Regions from separate parts of the Mus musculus genome. Here region 2 is linked to region 1. Evidence: chromatin contacts called from public HiChIP or PLAC-seq data. All regions are on one chromosome and are shown on one strand. The core of a region is the stretch at or near the end of the contact, and the rest is flanking DNA. Distances in the headings are between cores, read along the strand shown. Region 1 overlaps Prex1 (phosphatidylinositol-3,4,5-trisphosphate-dependent Rac exchange factor 1). Region 2 has its middle 9.6 kb from the start of Gm31117.

What was found. HiChIP or PLAC-seq counts read pairs in DNA pulled down with a chosen protein or histone mark.
Region 2: a RAD21 HiChIP or PLAC-seq map of pro-B cells shows a contact between it and region 1, with 4 times the contacts expected there. The contact joins two enhancer-like sites. A contact is called at or near these places in 2 of 39 promoter capture datasets (the C10 cell line and embryonic stem cells), 3 of 15 datasets of contacts at CTCF or cohesin (CD8 T cells, large pre-B cells and pro-B cells), 24 of 484 Hi-C or Micro-C datasets (the C10 cell line, CD8 T cells, the G1E-ER4 cell line and 13 more), 14 of 115 datasets of contacts at active chromatin or transcription factors (the HPC-7 cell line, the SCID.adh cell line, bone marrow-derived macrophages and 7 more) and 4 of 9 other capture datasets (adipose tissue, embryonic stem cells, liver and 1 more).

What each region holds. Positions count from the first base shown.
Region 1 is chr2:166,690,411-166,693,149 of GRCm38.p6, reverse strand. All of the region lies in intron 1 of Prex1 (phosphatidylinositol-3,4,5-trisphosphate-dependent Rac exchange factor 1), which reads left to right. Among named protein-coding and RNA genes, the nearest start is that of Gm50596, 11 kb to the left of the region's middle. Within about 2 kb of position 1,344, at least 69 of the 459 cell types and tissues checked have an H3K27ac peak or open chromatin away from gene starts, as enhancers often do. A contact at or near this core is called in pro-B cells, where this site is marked.
Region 2 is chr2:166,774,288-166,776,987 of GRCm38.p6, reverse strand. No RefSeq gene overlaps it. Among named protein-coding and RNA genes, the nearest start is that of Gm31117, 9.6 kb to the right of the region's middle. Within about 2 kb of position 1,372, at least 21 of the 459 cell types and tissues checked have an H3K27ac peak or open chromatin away from gene starts, as enhancers often do. A contact at or near this core is called in pro-B cells, where this site is marked.

The sequences.
Region 1 (2,739 bases), core at 95-2,594:
CAGGGCTACATAGAACCTGTCTCATACAAACAAGCAAGCAACAAACAAACATATAAACAGCAGCAGCAGCAGCAACAAAAACCAGGAACAGAGAGGCCTGGGTTACAAGAGAGTCCATCATGTCCTGGGTGGGCTCCGATTTGCTATCACAGGCCCTGTGCCCATGTCTGATCCTTCACTGAGACTCGGGGCGGGACTTCCCTGCACCCATTGGAGGTGGGGGGGAGGGGTGGTTCCTAGAAAGAAGACCCCAGAGCATTGGGACCATAAAGGGACGGATGCTGGATGCTGGGTGGACTGTTTCTTCTCTCAGCTGGGGCTTCTTCCCTTGCCTCTCCTTTGCCTTCTCGCCACCCGCCTGCTTGCTTTAAAAACCACAGTCACACTGCCTCTTCCCCTGCTGTTCTAGCTCTTTCCACCGATCTCCTAAGAGCACCGGTGGTTACAGGTCTGAAGTGCTGTGCTTCGAGCACAGTGGCCTTCCCAGGAACTAAGTGGGAAGGTGTTCTCCAGTCACTTCGTTGTAAGAGAAAGGTTTTGTTTGTAACCTGTCCAGGCTCACACCAGCTGTGTGTTTGCATCTGCAAATGGTGGGAATTCTTGGGTCAGAGGATGAAGTGTGGAGCCAGGCTTCCAGTGCTGGGCCCAGCCTGAGCTCACAGCTAGTGTTTGTGGAGCGAACCAGCAAAACCAGCAGGGGCTTGGAGCCCGCTCCAGGTCTGCTGAGGCGTCTGGGCCTGAGGTCAGCCCCAGTGGGAAGCATCCTGTTCTGCTGTGCCCTCCCCTCCCCACACAGGGAGATCTGAATGAACAGAACCCAGAATGTTCCGGCAGCGCTGGCTCCCGCAGCAAGTGACAAAGGCATCTTTGTCCGGTCCCGGGTGTGAAATCATTCCACAGGGGGGATAGTGTAGGCTCTGGAGTCAGCTTGCCAGGGAGGGAGGGGCTGGGCTAAGGTGTCCCCATCCCATGCCCGTTCCTGTAATGGGGTAGCGTTTCCCCTACCTACTCTCACTTTCATCTGGGCCAGAATGCTTTTTTGTCCCCTTGCCCTAGGAGGAGAAGATAGGTCCTAAGTCTTTGAACAGTCTAGAGAAGTGCTCACCCACTGAACTACCCCCTCCTTGCAGTGCCCCATCCCTTTATTTCGTGAGAGAGTCTTTCGGGGTAGCCCAGGCTGGCCTCAAATGAACAGACTCAGGTTTGCAAGCCTGTGTCCCAGTACCCAGCCAGTATGCTCCAGACTCCGCAGATCTTGTGGGCTGAGAACGATGCGGGGCTGCCATTCTGCTGAGAAGGCGCGTGTCAACGTCAACCTTCTGTCCTTTATACCACAGTGTGCACAGCAGCTGTGAAACCAGGCTGGCATGGCTGCAGGGGACAGGCAGGGGACAGGCAGAGCGGCAGAGTGTTAAAATAGCTTGGCGGTGACTTTAACACCCTTGGCTCAGTTCCCTTGGGAATCTCTCAAGGGGGAAGAAAAAAAGCCCGTGGGTGCGCAGGGGAGATGCTCAATGGGTAAGAGCGCTTGCTTTGAAAGTGGGAGGCCCTGAGTTTGAATCCCCTATACTCATGTGAGAAGCTACACAGGGTTAGAGGTGGGGCCAGAGGGAGGCACATTCCAAGAGCTTGCTGGCCAGCCTGCCTAGCTGAAATGGTGAGTGTCTGGTTCAGGAGAGACCCTGCCTCAGAGCACCGAGGTGGAGGAGAGTGAGGGAAGATACCAGAGGCCCTGATCTGTCTTCTGCATGCGCACTTATTGGTGCACACACGTACACACTCACACACTCACACACACACACACACACACACACACACACACACACACTCACATATACATGTGCACACACACATGCGCACACACAGTGCATATGAAAGATGTAAAGCTGTGGAGATTTTTTTCCAGCTGCATTTCTAATGACACAGTAAAATGATAACCAACAGGTAAACCGCAGAGGTGGGCATTAGCAAATAGCTTGTTAGACCATCAAGCGTGCTTTGCAAAGAATGTTCTTGACCTCTGACCTCTCTGTGGATAGGAAGGCAGCTAGAGTAAGTGAGAAAGGCAATCCCAGTGTTTAGGGGGAAAACAACAACAACAACAACAACTACTACTACTACTACTACTACTACTACTACTACTACTACTACTACTACTAAACAATAATAGCACAGAAGCTGGGCTTAATGTAATCCTGGCAAAGGAGGCAAAGGCAGGAGGATCAGGCAGGCTTTCAAAGTCGTCCTCATCTACATAGCATATTTGAGTCCAGCCTGGGCTACATTGGATTCTATCTTAAATAGAAGAGGAAGAAGGAAAAGGGGAAAAAAAAAAGCACTAAAAGGCTCTTTGGGTGGGCATGTCAGTTGGCTTTCTGTTGTGGTGACAAAGCATCCGAGAACGTCAGTTCATGGTATTTGAGGTCTCGGACTTGGGGTTGGTCCAGTCACCTGTGATAAGGCAGTACGCCACGGCTGTGGGAACAGGTCCATGAGACCCGCTCACCTCAGGGCTGCGTCCCCAATATCCATGAAGTAGTATCTCTCCAGAGAGCTGGCTTCCTTTCCGCAGGCCATGCCTCCTAACGGTTCTGCCACTTCTGGGTAGCATCCAGGATGGTGACCCAGGCTTTGGGGGTGGGGGTGGGGGTGGGGGTGGGGGTGGAGGGACACTTGAGATCTAACTTACTGTCTGTGGTGGCACGGGCGGGTCATTCAGGAACTGGAGCTGGGGCACCA
Region 2 (2,700 bases), core at 123-2,622, 84 kb before region 1:
TGAGTATGTGCATGACCACATACACACATACATGTACACACGTACACACATACACACACATACATACACACATACACACACATACACACACATACATACACACACATACACACACACATACATAAACATACACAGAGAGAGACAGAGAGACAGAGAATATAAAGTCCACACAGAGCAAAGAGCTGCAGGCAAATATCCTGACAGAAGATCTGGGGCCCATCCTTGAACTTTAACCCCAGCCCTTCCTTTAACTTTAAAAAACAACAACAGCAGCAACAACAAAACACCCACTAGTTCTTTTTTGCTTCTTACAGCATTGTGTTATTTTTCTGTCACTTGCAGTCAGAAGCCCTGGCAGTCAAACATGCATTTCCATGGCTAGCTGCTCTGTTCTACATGTTGCCAAGAGTTCATTATTCTGATTGGTCACCTTGTCCTAGGAAGCTAAACTCTAGTTAATGATCAGGTATCCAATCAGAGAAACAGAACCCCACAGAGTGTAATTCAGGGAATGCCCCATGGGTGGCAGAAGTGAGGCAATTAACAGCCAACAACCAGGTGGTGGGAGGAAACTGCTGCCCTGTGGGTGGGGGGGGGGGTGGAGGAGGAAGGGGGCGGGGGTGGGGTTGGGTTGAGGTGGGGAGGCGGGGGTGGGGTGGGGACAGGATGAGGTGAGATATGGGACCAAGAGAAGCTGCAAAGCAGAGCTAACCTGGGGCCCTGTGATGCAAACTGGAACTTTAAGGAGCCTAAGGGAGGGGATTCATGGATGAATGTCCTGTCAGAGCTGTGACACATCAGCTACTGAAGATCTTATACACACACACATATGCTCATATCTGGACATGCACAGATGCATAATGCCCATACACATATACACATGTATACGTGACACATATGCATGCAGTGCACACACATGTGTGCATGAAGAGGCAACATTTTAAAGGTGTATTTATTTTTATATGCATTGGTTTTGTTTTGTTTTGTTTTGCCTGCATGTATGCAGCTGTCTTTGGCTACTTTGTAGGTTTTTCTTTCTTCTACTCTTTCAATCCCCTAACACTGGATAAGGGAGAAAAATGGATAGAGAGGAAAAGAAAGATCCCTGAATAGAGTCAGGGATCAGAAAAGGGTGACATTGTCATTAGACTACTTCCTGCTGAGTAGGGGTGTTGAGTTCCTTGGGGTAACTTTGATCTCTGCTAGCAGGATATCCAATTTCTTCTTTGCGCGTGACTACTTAACAAACCATGACCAACAACAACCAGCAACAACCAACAATAACTAAAAACCAGCTATGCCTCTCCAGGCTCGAGCACTTTTATACTCTCTGAAAAGTCCCTAGAATCCCAAATGTCACACAATCACAGAAACTATCAGCAGCTGGCAGAATCACATCCCTGCACGAGGCTGTGGGCAGTCCAAAGCAGCCCCGCAGCGCCACACCTGGGATTTAGATGAAAGTACATTCATATTTCTGTTTTGTTCTGTTGAAGAAACCAAAATTCTGCCGGGCGTGGTGGCACACGCCTTTAATCCCAGCACTCGGGAGGCAGAGGCAGGCAGATTTCTGAGTTCGAGGCCAGCCTGGTCTACAGAGTGAATTCCAGGACAGCTAGGGCTACACAGAGAAACCCTGTCTCAAAAAACCAAAAAATAGAAAAAGAAACCAAATTCTCACTACACACGTATGTGTGTGTGAGGGTGCCAGATCCCCTGGAACTGGAGCTACAGAGGGTTGTGAGCTGCCATGTGGCCATATGGCTGCTGGGAATTGAACCTGGGTCCTCTAGAAGAATAGCCAGGGCTCTTAACTGCTGAGCTATTCCCCCACTTTAAAAAAAAGATTGTATGTAGTTATGTATGTATGTATGTATGTATGTGGGTGTTTTGTCTGCATGTACATCGTTCATCTGCACACCAGAAGAGGGAACTGGATCTTTTTTTGTTCTTGTTGTTGTGGGGTTTTTTTTTTGTTTGTTTGTTTTTCAAGACAGGGTTTCTCTGTATAGCCCTGGCTGTCCTGGAACTCACTCTGTAGACCAGGCTGGCCTCGAACTCAGAAATCCACCTGCCTCTGCCTCCCGAGTGCTGGGATTAAAGGCGTGGGCCACCACGCCCAGCTGGAACTGGATCTTATAGGATTTCACTTATAGATGGTTGTGAGCCACCACGGGGGCGTGGGGGTTGGGAATTGAACTCAGGACCTCTGGGAGAGCAGCAGAGCTCTTAACCTCTGAGTCATCTCTCCAGCCCTGAGCTCAGGTTTTTAACAGGGTGAGAAGAGGTAAACACCCACATCCCCCCTTTCTCTCACTTCCTTCTACTACTGACTAAGAACCCTCAAAACTGGGGGGGGGGGTCTTCCACCAAAGCTGTCTCCTCTCAGTCTCCTGTAAGTCCCGGGGAGCTACTGATCAAATCTGGAGAGAGTCTCCTCAGGACGTTAAATTCGTCGGTGTTGGCGCTGGCATTACCCACACGAGATGGGCTGTAGGGTTGGACCAGCTGATGCATACTGCATCGACAGCCATTAGCACACAGTGAATGCTCAGTAAATGTGCCACAAAGGAGGCGGCCAGTCCTCATGGCTGCCATTCATAGCAGCGCTGTAGCAGCATTGCTATCATTATGGTCCCACGTTGACTGTGAGGCTTAATTAGATTTAGAGCCTAAATTTTGTTTTTGTTTTTTAATATG